Regions from separate parts of the Sus scrofa genome. Here region 1 is linked to region 2. A link is a contact called in public Hi-C data. All regions are on one chromosome and are shown on one strand. The core of a region is the stretch at or near the end of the contact, and the rest is flanking DNA. Distances in the headings are between cores, read along the strand shown.

Region 1 (5,361 bases), core at 162-2,661, 96 kb before region 2:
GGTGAGATGATGACATGTGGTATCTACTCATGGCCCTGCTTTGCAAGGACAACTGATTGTATTGGTCAACGGCTGGAGATGAGAGGAAGTACAATGTTTTACAGGACAAATTGCACTATACCTGGGGCAGTGGACAGTGCAGGGATCCTGGAAAGCAGATGAATCTCTGTCCTGGTTCCTTATTTTGAAATGGCAGGTAGACGGTCCCCAGCGCTTCCTGCTTTACGTGCTGAAGCTCTACTTGAGCTCAGGGAGCTGTCGCCTGCTTCCACACACCCTAGACAAGCTGGCAAAAATAAATCCACCATCGTTTGGGACAGACGTGGGCCTGCGTCTTTGCTGACATTTGCCATTCTTTCAACACAATGACACACAGTTGTGAGGAACACGAAGATTCCTGCCATAACTGAGACAAGAGTGGCCCGTCAGTTACTTTTCTTGACCTGGCCCCTGTTCCTCTAAACTGTCGCCTGTCGCCACGCAGGTAACTCCTTGCGGCGCTGCTTTTCCCTCCTGGGCTGAGGTGCCCGCGCTCCGCGCCGGCCTTCTCAGTGTTATTGTTCGTAACTTCGCGTTAAGATTGCTTGGGCTGCAGAATTTTAAGGAATAAAACGATCTGAATTGCTGATGTTGGAGTTGCAGACGCTGAAGCGGGTGGGTCACCGCGGGGTCACAGGAGCCTCAAGGTAAATAGTGGTCTCGGAAGAAAGCCCCCACCCCCCGCCCCGCCCCGCCCCCTCATTTCGGCCGGCGGCGCGTCGCCTGGCGCTCCAAGGAGTCGGGGAGTGGGGGGACCGGGCGGGAGCACCCTGCCCGCCCTCCGGGGCGCGTCGAGTCCGCCGCGATTCCGCCCGGGGCCCTCCAGCCGAGGAGGGGCATTCACGGCGACAAAGGAACGGGGGCTCCGGAGAGCTTGCGGGAGGCGGGGGGGCCGGGCGTCCGCGAGGCGGGCCGGCGGGGGCAGCGGCGCCCGAGCTGGGGGTCGGCGGTGGGGAGGGCGCGGGCAGAGGGAGGCGGCGGTGCGCTCCACCCCGCGCCCCGGCGCCGCGTGTGCACAGTGTTGTGGGCCCGCTGCGCCCCTCCCTCCCCCTCCGCGCCCCTCCCCTCGCGTCCCCTCCCTCCCCTCCGCGCCGCTCCCCTCTCCGCGCCTCCTCCCTGCCCCTCCCCTCGCCGCCGTCCCCTCCCCCGCGGCCGCGATCGAGCGCCGCGCCAGCGCCACACGGCCCCGCCGCCGAGCGCGCCGACACTCCGAACAGGTGGCCGGAGGCTGCGGCGCCGCGCGGGCACAGGCGGGCGAGCCTCGGGCCAGGCCAGGCGAGGCGAGGCGAGGCAAGGGCGGCGGGCCGGGCATGCGAGCCGATTGGGCCCCCGGCCCCGGCCCCTAGCCTCGCGCCCGCGCCGCGCCCCGCGCCCCGCGTGCAGCCGCCCGGGCCCCGGGCGCTCCGGCCTCTCCGGCCGCGGTCAGCGAGGGGCGCGGGCCGGCCCGCGGCGACGGCGGCGGCGGCATGAAAGTGACCGTGTGCTTCGGGAGGACCCGGGTGGTCGTGCCGTGCGGGGACGGCCACATGAAAGTTTTCAGCCTCATCCAGCAAGCGGTGACCCGCTACCGGAAGGCGATCGCCAAGGTGAGGGGCCGGGGGCGCGGGCGGGGGCGGGCGGCGGAGGGGGCGGAGGAGGGGAGGAGGAGCGGGAGGAGGGAAGGCGCCGGGATCAACATGGCGCTTCCTGGAAGGGGAGGAGGAGGCGGAGGCGGGGAAAGGAGCGCGCGCGGCCCGCCCGGCCTGCGCCCCCTGCCCGGGCTGCGGGCCGCAAACTTGCCTGCGCCCGGGCCGCGGCCCCCGGCCCCCTCCCCTCCCCCGGCGCCCGGCCGCCGCCGCCCGGAGCCTCCCGGGAGCCGAGCTCGAGCCGCGCCGGAGCGCGCGGAGCCCGGCCGGACGCCTGTTCCCGGCTGTGGACTGCGGCTCCGGCTCCCCGCCCAGGCCCGCGGGCGGAGGCCGGCCCAGGGAACTTTTCTGGCGGAGAAGAGTTCGCTCCGCGCGCTGGGACAGTGGCTCGCCTGTGCCTCCGGGCCCCGCCGGGCGGGGGGAGCCGCTCCTGCCCCCCGGGCGGGGGTCCCGCGGGGTGGGGGCGCGGCGCGGGGACCGACCCGCTCCCTCTGGCTCGCGAGCGTCGCTGGAGCCCAGCGCCTCGGTGACCGAGAGGCCCCGGAGCACGGCTCCTTGAAGGAGCACAGCCCCGAAATCGGTCACCGGATTGCCGAGTTGACTGACTGCAACTAGGTCCACGCGCACGGGGGCTGCGGGGCCACGGCCGGGTGTGGAGTAGCGTTCTCCTCGTCCCCGTGGAGTGGTAACATTGTCTCCACTTCGCTGCATTCCTCTACAATGTGTCAGAAGTGGAAAGGCGTTTTGTTAAAGTGTTGCATCGTCTGTGTCTGTTTGACAACAGCCCACGCCTCCCAAGTTTTTCTCAGGCACCTGAGGATATTGTCTTTGCCGCAGAGCAGCGTTCGGTGGAAAGCATATTCACTTTTAAAATTTCCTTTTTGTCCCCGACGTTGGAGTGGTTTGGGTCCTGGGGGTTTGGGGGTCACAGTTAAGGGGGACGGTGGCTTTGTCAAGACTGATCGCGTGTGAGTATCTCTGACATTAAGAGGAAAAAACCCTTTTTACACTGTTGTTTTTAGTGTGGAGAAAAACTAGAATAAAACTGGCCTTTTAAAGAAAATCTTGGGGACGTTTAAGAACCTGACACAATGATGGAAGATGTTGACTTAACAGCTCTAAAGTGTTCCTTACAGTTGAACTCTTTTATTGAGAAACCAAATAAAATTAGTGGAAATTGGGTACTCGTTTGTCTTGAAACAGTCGAAGGGGAAAACCCCTCTAAACCTACACTCACATTTAAAGGGTTGTTTATGAATAATCATAGAAATCACTTCTGTGATCGCAACGTTCTAGATCAGTAATCAGGTTGCACATGTACTCGGGAAGCCAACAAAATCGTGAAGAGAAAGAGACATACAATAATAACATACATTCTGCACTGTGCCCAGGTTCCTGAGTAGGGAGGAGTGATTGGCATTTCTTTGCTTATATGCTTAATTTAAAATTTACATGCTTGAAATTAGTCATTTACATGCTTAAAATTAGTCATATTTCGTTATGCACACGATGCAAGTTGCTTGAACAGCTTGTTTGGAAGATAGAAATGTAGTTGGCTGATTGAGTCATCTATACCTTCCATGGACATTCTTCAGCATTCGCCACGTCCAAGGCATTGTTTTGGGGGCTGGACATCTGAGGGACCCATAGGCAGCTGGTGGAAACTGGATGGTGAGAGTCTAGGAAAGAGGCTCCATGGTCCGGGTGAAGGCAGCCAGGTGTGCGTGCCTGTTGTGGTGCAGTGGGGAGAAAACCCTAGGGTGTCTAGAGTGTCGGGTAGCTGAGTTGAGAGGCTTTGATGATGGATCTGGGTCTTGTGTGCAGGCTTCAGGGGTGGCTGTCTCACAGAGACTGAGAACATGGAAAAGGGAGCACGGGTTTCTGAAGGGAGCCTGGGAAGGCACCCTAAGGGGTGGAGCCTAAGCGTTTTGAAGGGTAGGTACGAGATTGATTACCTGGTAGGGAAGGAAGGAAGGGTGATTCTCAGTGAGTGATGGTGTTGTTGGAGGTGGACGTAAATGACTCGGAGATGATCCCCAAATTATTTTAATTCACTTTAAGTGCAACTCACTGCTCAGCAGGTACATTTTTAAATGGGCTTTCCAGTCTTCAAAGTTCAGCCATTGGATCACAAGACTGTTGACTCTCCAGTGTTGCAAGAGTATCTTCTGGGTCCATTTGTATTTTTGCCTCTTAAATGATTAGGTAACGGGTGGTGTAGGTCACAGAAGCGGCTCAGATCCCGAGTTGCTGTGGCTGTGGCTGTCTTGGATTCGACCCCTAGCCTGGGAACCTTCATATACTGAGGGTGGGGCCGTAAAAAAGCCAAAAAAAAAAAAAAAAAAAAAAAAAAAAGACTTCCCGTCATGGCTCAGTGGAAATGAATCTGGTTAGTAGCCAAGAGAATACAGGTTTGATCCCTGGCTTCACTCAGTGGGTTAAGGTCCAGTGTTGCTGTCAGCTGTGGTGTAGCTCGCAGACATGGCTTGGATTTGGCATTGCTGTGGCCGGTGGCTACAGCTCTGATTGGACCCTTAGCTTGGGAACCTCCATATGCTGTGGGTGCGGCCCTAAAAAAGACCAAAAAAAAAAAAATTTGGGTAACGGGCCAAGATTAAACTTTAGTCGCTCTTCTCAGTTCTCCCACCCTGTGTAAAATGGTATGAAGCACACACTTAATAACACTTGTTTTAACTTTTATTCTGTCATCTCTGCCTTATCCCTTACTGTTCAGGAGAACAAGATAAATTTTGTATGAAGAATTGGGTAGCTGGGTAGCTGTGGAGTGGTGTTTGGTTGCTAGGTGACATGTGCCATGACAAACTCCCATCTGGTGGGGAAAAATGGGGGAAGATCATGTTTATGGCTTCGTAAGAACCAGCTAAGCTGAGGGGCAGGTGGGAGAAGGAAAGGGGAGAGAAAAGACCCCAGCCTCTAAGACTTGGCAGTGAGCATTTTGTGGTGTGGTGGGGCTAATTTTTGGCATTATATTTGAGCTGTTTTCAGATTAAACAAATCAGTTTTTCTGGGCGGTGGCGTGGTGTGACTTAATACCAGAAATGTCCTCAATAAGTAGGTATTTGAAGGCTTACAGTTATTCACTTTTTTTTTTCTTCAGTGAAAAAACATTTTTCTGTCTATGATCACTGATGGGTGAAAATGTTTTGGCTGTTCTTCCTCATCCACCCATCCTCATCCAGACTGTCTCTAAGGAGCGTGCTCTGCTGGACACTGAGGACCACGTTATGTGGACTTTCTGTCTGTGTATGTGACTTCTGCCTGTGGCCAGACTCATCCATGGTCCCAGATGGACACGGGGTAAAAAGCGCCAACTGCCGGGACTCTCGTCTGGCGACTTGACTTCTTAGGGCTTTACCCGCTCCTTCTTGATTCTGAGTGGCTCAGGGCTGGCCCCAAGATTTCCCATTTTTTCCTGCTGTGCATCCAGACTCTGGTTAGGAGAAAGATAAGAAGATTTCCATGTTTGTTTTCTTAAAAATTGTTGATTTGTTGGAGGGCTGCTGTGTTCACGGTTTGTGAAGAAAAACATTAAGACCAAATTCTTGCCCTCAAGAAGAAAGTAATCTGGGAGGCAGGGTGAATATATTCAACTATAAATAACAGTAGGCAGTGGTGTTAATTTGCAACGGGTTGGTACACACAGGTGTGGCTGCTGGATTTCCGAGAGGGGAGTGGT
Region 2 (5,539 bases), core at 410-2,909:
TGCTTTCAGGCTAAAGCCGCCAAGAAGGACAGGCCTGCTTGGGGTCCAGTAGAAGTTGCCCTGCCTGCAGAGGAGGGTGGTCTGGACAGCAGGGCTTGGAAGCTGTCAGGGCCCTCTGAGCAGGTGAGAAGGTGCCACACGGATCATCAGAACGGGCAGCTCCTCCTGAGGCCCAGCCTCTCCAGGCCCTGAACCTGCCCGTTGCCCACCTGATTTTCCTCTCGCTCCTCCCCGACCCCCTTCGTGTATTCTTGGTTCCTGCAGGCATGTGAGCTTGGGACTCTTGCGCCAAAGTGTTTGTTTTTTAATTTTTTTAAAAAAATTTAAAAATTAAAAATTATTTGTTTAATATTATTTAAGTAGAGTTGATTTAGTGTTTCTTCAAGTTCTGTGGTACAGCAAAGTGACCCAATCACACACATGTCCCTCTGCGCCAAGGTGTTTAAATGTGACTTTTCCGAACACCGGCCGAACCCGGCAGGCTGTGTGAAGGGGGAGCGGGTCGTCTGGTTTTTGTGGCTCAGCATGGTACCGTGCTAAGGGAGTGGGGCCCTTGGTCTGGTGCCGCCTCTCTGTGATTACAGATGGGAAAGGCCAGGCCTTGGAATTGCCCGAGCTCGAGCAGCTAGTTATCAGCACAGCAGGGACTAGAGCTGAGTCCTAGTCTGCAGAAACCCATAGGAAGCTGCCCGCCATGAGGACTCCGGGACCCTGTGTTTGTGGGAGAGGCCCCTCCCAGGTCCGGGCTCAGGGAGGGCGCTGTACAAACAGTCCTGGCCTTTCTCGTATGGCTAAGAGAGAACAGCTTTTGTTTTAGGAAACTACTAGCTCCTAAGTATATAAAAATAGTTATCACTGAGAGCTTTAGGGAGCTTTGGGAAGTTGCACTGCATCTGGCTCAGAAACACTTGGCTGCTGCTGGTTAAACTGAGGCATAAGTCCACGAGGTGCTAATTGATGATCTATATACTGACCCTTCAAGCTGGGAGGAACTTGGACCAAATCTCAGTCTCGAGAAGTTGATGCTTAGATGCTGCATTTAGCTACTGCATGGCCGCAAACAGGGGGAACAGAGGGTTTCTTTTTAAACCGTGACAGTAGACTCAGCCCACCCCAAGCAGATACTCTTCTGGGTTGCAGAGAACCTTGTTGTGCAGTCACTACCCTTGTGGGAGGTGGGAGAGCTCACAGTGTTGGTTTCCAGAAGAGTGGGTCCGAGGTGGGGGGCGGAGAGCAGTTAAGAAAGCTCCCCAGGTATTTCGGATGATGTATAGAGGACGCCCTCCGCACACCCTCCCTCCGTTTTGAATAGATTGACTGTATAGAGCTGTGCCCCTCAAAGGGGAGGTTTGACAATGTACAATACTCCACACAGTTGAGGAAGGGACTTTTTTGGAACATCCTGGCTATAACAATAGTAGCTAAACTGGCTGAGCGGTGCCTAAATGCCCTGAGCTCTTTTAACTGCTTTGAAGGTTTCCACTGCTTTCATCAGTTTAACTGCTCTGTGCGTTGGGGACTCTTTCTTGTTCCATTTCTCAGCCGAGGGAAGGAAGGCAGAGACAGGGTCAGGAGTTGGCTCCAGCGAGGTTCAGAGCCTGGGCGCTACCTCCGGGACGCTCTGCCTTGTGCTGAAGCAGCTCCCTTCCAATTGAGGAACCTCCGAAGCCACTTAGCTCATGAGGCTGATTCAGAGCCTTGGCATTTTCCTGCTGGGGCACTTGCTCCGCAGCACGTCTTTGTCCCTTGGATCAGGACATCCAGAACCCTGGGGATGTTGCAGGGGTTCCGGAAATGCCTCCGGCCGGGCTGACTTCCCCAGGCGCCCTTCCCCACCCCTCACCATGGTGCTCTGCCTTGAGGGGCAGTAACTGGGCATAGCAGTAACGAACAAAAACGTCTCACGGTATGTGGCCAATTTAACTTACATATGCATACGTAAATTAAGATAATATATGCATATTATTTCACTGTAGTATTTCCTGTGGTTCTATATGCTATGTTTACTGTGACAGTAATCAAATTATTTAAAATAATTTATGGAGGTTAGGAACAGGGCAGTGTCTTACATATTGTTTAATTTTTACAAGGAAATTTAGAAATTGACTAATCAGTTTAGAAACATGTTGCTAGCAAATAGAGAAATGTATGACCTTTAAAAAATTAGTCATCTAGGAGAACCAAAGGGGGAATGAATAGCACCCTCTGTGTCATTACAAGAGAGTGGATGGTCGTACAAACCGTTACACCTGGGCGTGATTTGGAGGGACATTTTAACTGCGTGGCTTTGTAGACCATGGTACAGCTTCCGAATGCTCTGCATAGTTTGTTTCCCCCCCCTGCAGAAGTGTTTTATAAGGAGGGATATTTTAAATGCTGTTGGGTTTGTTTTGCAGCATCTTTCCAATTGCCTTTTTCTCATGAACACGTGAGCGGCTTCTAATTTCTGATTAATCTGTTCCCATGCTGAATATGAAGTTTCAGTTAAGAAGGCGTTTCTGCCTTGTTGGGGTGCAGGACTCTTTCCCTTTGTGGAGGAAAGGAACCTCTGCTCCAGAGTGCCCTCTGCTGGTGGCTCTGGGTTTTAGTAGCAGTCCCAGAGCCATCGCCCTGGAAGTAACAGACACAGGAACTTGAGAGTCAAACACTCTACGGTGGCCCCCTCTGCCCTGTATTTAGAGTGTAAGACAGGCCCCCCATTCCCCGCCCCAGGAGGAAGCAGCCCTGTCCAGGTCCTGTGTCCCTGCGGAGTTACCAAGCCAGCACCTTCAGGGCCTCTGCTGCATCACTGTGGTCAATACTTGAGCATGTTTTAAAACAGTGTACTAGGCTAATGCAACATTTATGAGGGCCTTGGGTTTTTTTTCCCCTCCAAGCAGGGAAACGAGCTGTGCTAAGTGGGAAGTTTAAAACTTTTCTTGACCTAATAAAGCCAAAGACTAATTACTCTGATCTGATTGATACCTAATACATTTTAGTTTTTACTTTATTTTATTTTTTATTTTTTTATCTTTATAGGGCCGCACCCACAGCATATGGAGCTTCCCAGGCTAGGGGTCTAATCAGAGCTATTGCTGCCGGCCTATTTCCACTGTGCCATGACGGGAACTCCACATTTTGGTTTTTAAAGGATTGTTTGGAATATTCAGTGATCTGAGCTGAAAGAAGTTCAAAGAAGAGCACCTTAACTGTGACAGATAAAATCTGGGGAGTCAGTAAGGCATCACGTTCATTTAAGGGTTTCTACACAGGCAGAGGCAGACGATGTGAAGTTAAGTGTTTTTGAGATGGAGGCTTTCAGCATGTGTCTGGGCATGAGGAGGGAGCGGACTGACCACTGGGGCACCGTGTCGAACCGCGAGCCTGCTTGACCCCGCTCCCACTGGAGATGGAGCAGCCAGGCTGGTCTGCCAGGCAGGATGCCTCTGGGGATGTTTCCTGTCATTGTGATTGATGGGGACCCTGTGCAGAAGCATTGAGCCAGTTTATTCTTTTTTTGTCTTTTTCCCTTTTCTAAGGCCACTCCCGCGGCATATGGAGGTTCCAAGGCTAGGGGTCAAATCAGAGCTATAGCTGACGGCCTACACCACAGTCACAGCAACGCCGGATCCGAGCTGCATCTGCAACCTACACCGCAGCCCACGGCAACGCCGGATCTTTAACCCACTGGGCAAGGCCAGGGATCGAACCCGAAATCTCATGGTTCCTAGTCGGATTCGTTAACCACTGAGCCACGATGGGAACTCCTGAGCCAGTTTATTCTTAAATATGTGGTAGGTAAACTAGAACTTGTTATCGCTGCAGGTGACGTCCTCTCGAAGGGGTGGGGGTGAGGGACAGAGTGGGGGGGTGAGATCCTACTTATTACTATTTAGAAAATAACAAGTTAGCGTTTTTCTAATGTTAGCGTTTAGTCATTTGTGATTTAATATATGCTTGATTGAAGGTATTGGCATAACCCCGATACACATTTTTTTATCCAATTCAGCTTGGCAGGGCTCCTTAATGCTCTATTTGTATCTTCTGTTAGATACTGAGTCCACCTCCCTGTTAGACTCTGGATTCCTTCTTTGACCCTGTCCTCAGGGGTGCAAGCGCGGCTTCTGACAGCTGCAGGAGATGCGGTCCGGCGGCGTCTGTGACTGGGGCTGTGGCACCGCAATGCCTGCTCTCCTGTTGACCCTGTCCAGGCTGAGCACCCCAGTCACCTGCCCGACCCTCGCACATGTCGGACACGCTTAGGGAGACCCCTTCCGCCCCCCGCCCCACTCTCTTCTTCTTAATTTATTATTATTATTATTTTTTTTTTTTTTTTTGCTATTTCTTCGGGCTGCTCCCGCGGCATATGGAGGTTCCCAGGCTAGGGGTCGAATCGGAGCTGTAGCCACCGGCCTATGCCAGAGCCACAGCAACGCGGGATCCGAGCCGCGTCTGCAACCTACACCACAGCTCACGGCAACGCCGGATCATTAACCCACTTAGCAAGGGCAGGGACCGAACCCGCAACCTCATGGTTCCTAGTTGGATTCGTTAACCACTGAGCCACAATGGGAGCTCCCAGGGAGGAAATTTAATTTGAATGTTAGAATCCCTGTTAGTTTTAGAATGCCATCTCCTCACCTCTGGAATTGATTTCTTCTGGTTGCCGGTGGTCTTTGTGAAGAGTGGACATTGCCTAGGGTTTACCTGTAACCAAGTCAAGTTTGCTTCAATGGCATATCTTCTATGTAAGCTTTGTCAGGGGTGCTTGAATATGTGGTGTCGAGTTAGAATAAACGGGTCACCCTTCTCAGTATTTCTATTGCCTTTCTGCTATGATGGAGCACAGAGGGGGAACGGATGTCCTCTAGGTAGTCTGTTGAGTTTTTTCTTTTTAGTTTATAATGTTGCGACATCTCACTAAGGGAGAGTGGAAGATGTTAAAGGCAAGTTATTTCATTTAAATTATGATGGATTTTGCCTTTCTAGATAACTGGACACATTTTAAGGACATTGGTGGTATATATTTGTATGTCTGTAGGTTTTATCTTAGGTGAGTTGAGAAGAATTCCTGACACAGTACAAAATGGCATCATTTCCAAGACGGTTTTTCTTTTTTTAAAGTAAGCGGAAAGAAAGGAAAACGAATGCCAGGCATCCATACTCTATTTGTAGTCACCTGTGGGGGAAATTGTTTTGCAACCTAACTTGCACCACAAACTGAAATTCTGGTGCCCGTCCCCTTGTTTGCGGGTCCATCCAAAACAGGGACAAGTTTTTGCAGGCATGTCACGTGACTGCGGGGCAGGCCCGCACAGAGGCTTTGTGTCAAAACAAACACTCGTTGAGGCCAGATGGGCTTTGCCTCATGTTTGGCATCATGGATTTTCAGTAAGAATGGGCTCCAGTGTTGCAGTTCACACACGAGCATGGGCTGATTTTATGCTAATTCAGTCCAGTGTTTGTTCCTCTGCCGAGTCGGGAACGTGGACGTGTCTTAGTGGCAGGAGGCGGGGAGGGCTGTGCTGGGCAGGCGATGGAAAGGTGGGGGCCGCTTGCC

What was found. Hi-C and Micro-C count contacts between places; a contact is called where the count stands out from the background.
Region 1: a contact with region 2 is called in a Hi-C map of skeletal muscle, with 3 times the contacts expected there. The contact joins the promoter of PARD3 here to the enhancer-like site in region 2. A contact is called at or near these places in 1 of 5 promoter capture datasets (liver), 12 of 47 Hi-C or Micro-C datasets (adipose tissue, embryonic fibroblasts, fetal liver and 3 more) and 1 of 2 datasets of contacts at active chromatin or transcription factors (skeletal muscle).

The regions. Positions count from the first base shown.
Region 1 is chr10:57,596,565-57,601,925 of Sscrofa11.1, reverse strand. PARD3 (partitioning defective 3 homolog) reads left to right here and starts at 1,411. Exons shown (of 26, transcript XM_021064231.1): 1 at 1,411-1,625. The coding sequence starts at 1,506. It overlaps LOC106507921 (a long non-coding RNA gene), which reads right to left and starts at 1,072. Exons shown (of 3, transcript XR_001304304.2): 1 at 122-1,072.
Region 2 is chr10:57,500,556-57,506,094 of Sscrofa11.1, reverse strand. All of the region lies in intron 1 of PARD3 (partitioning defective 3 homolog), which reads left to right. Among named protein-coding and RNA genes, the nearest start is that of PARD3, 97 kb to the left of the region's middle. Within about 2 kb of position 1,659, at least 28 of the 83 cell types and tissues checked have an H3K27ac peak or open chromatin away from gene starts, as enhancers often do. A contact at or near this core is called in adipose tissue, liver and skeletal muscle, where this site is marked.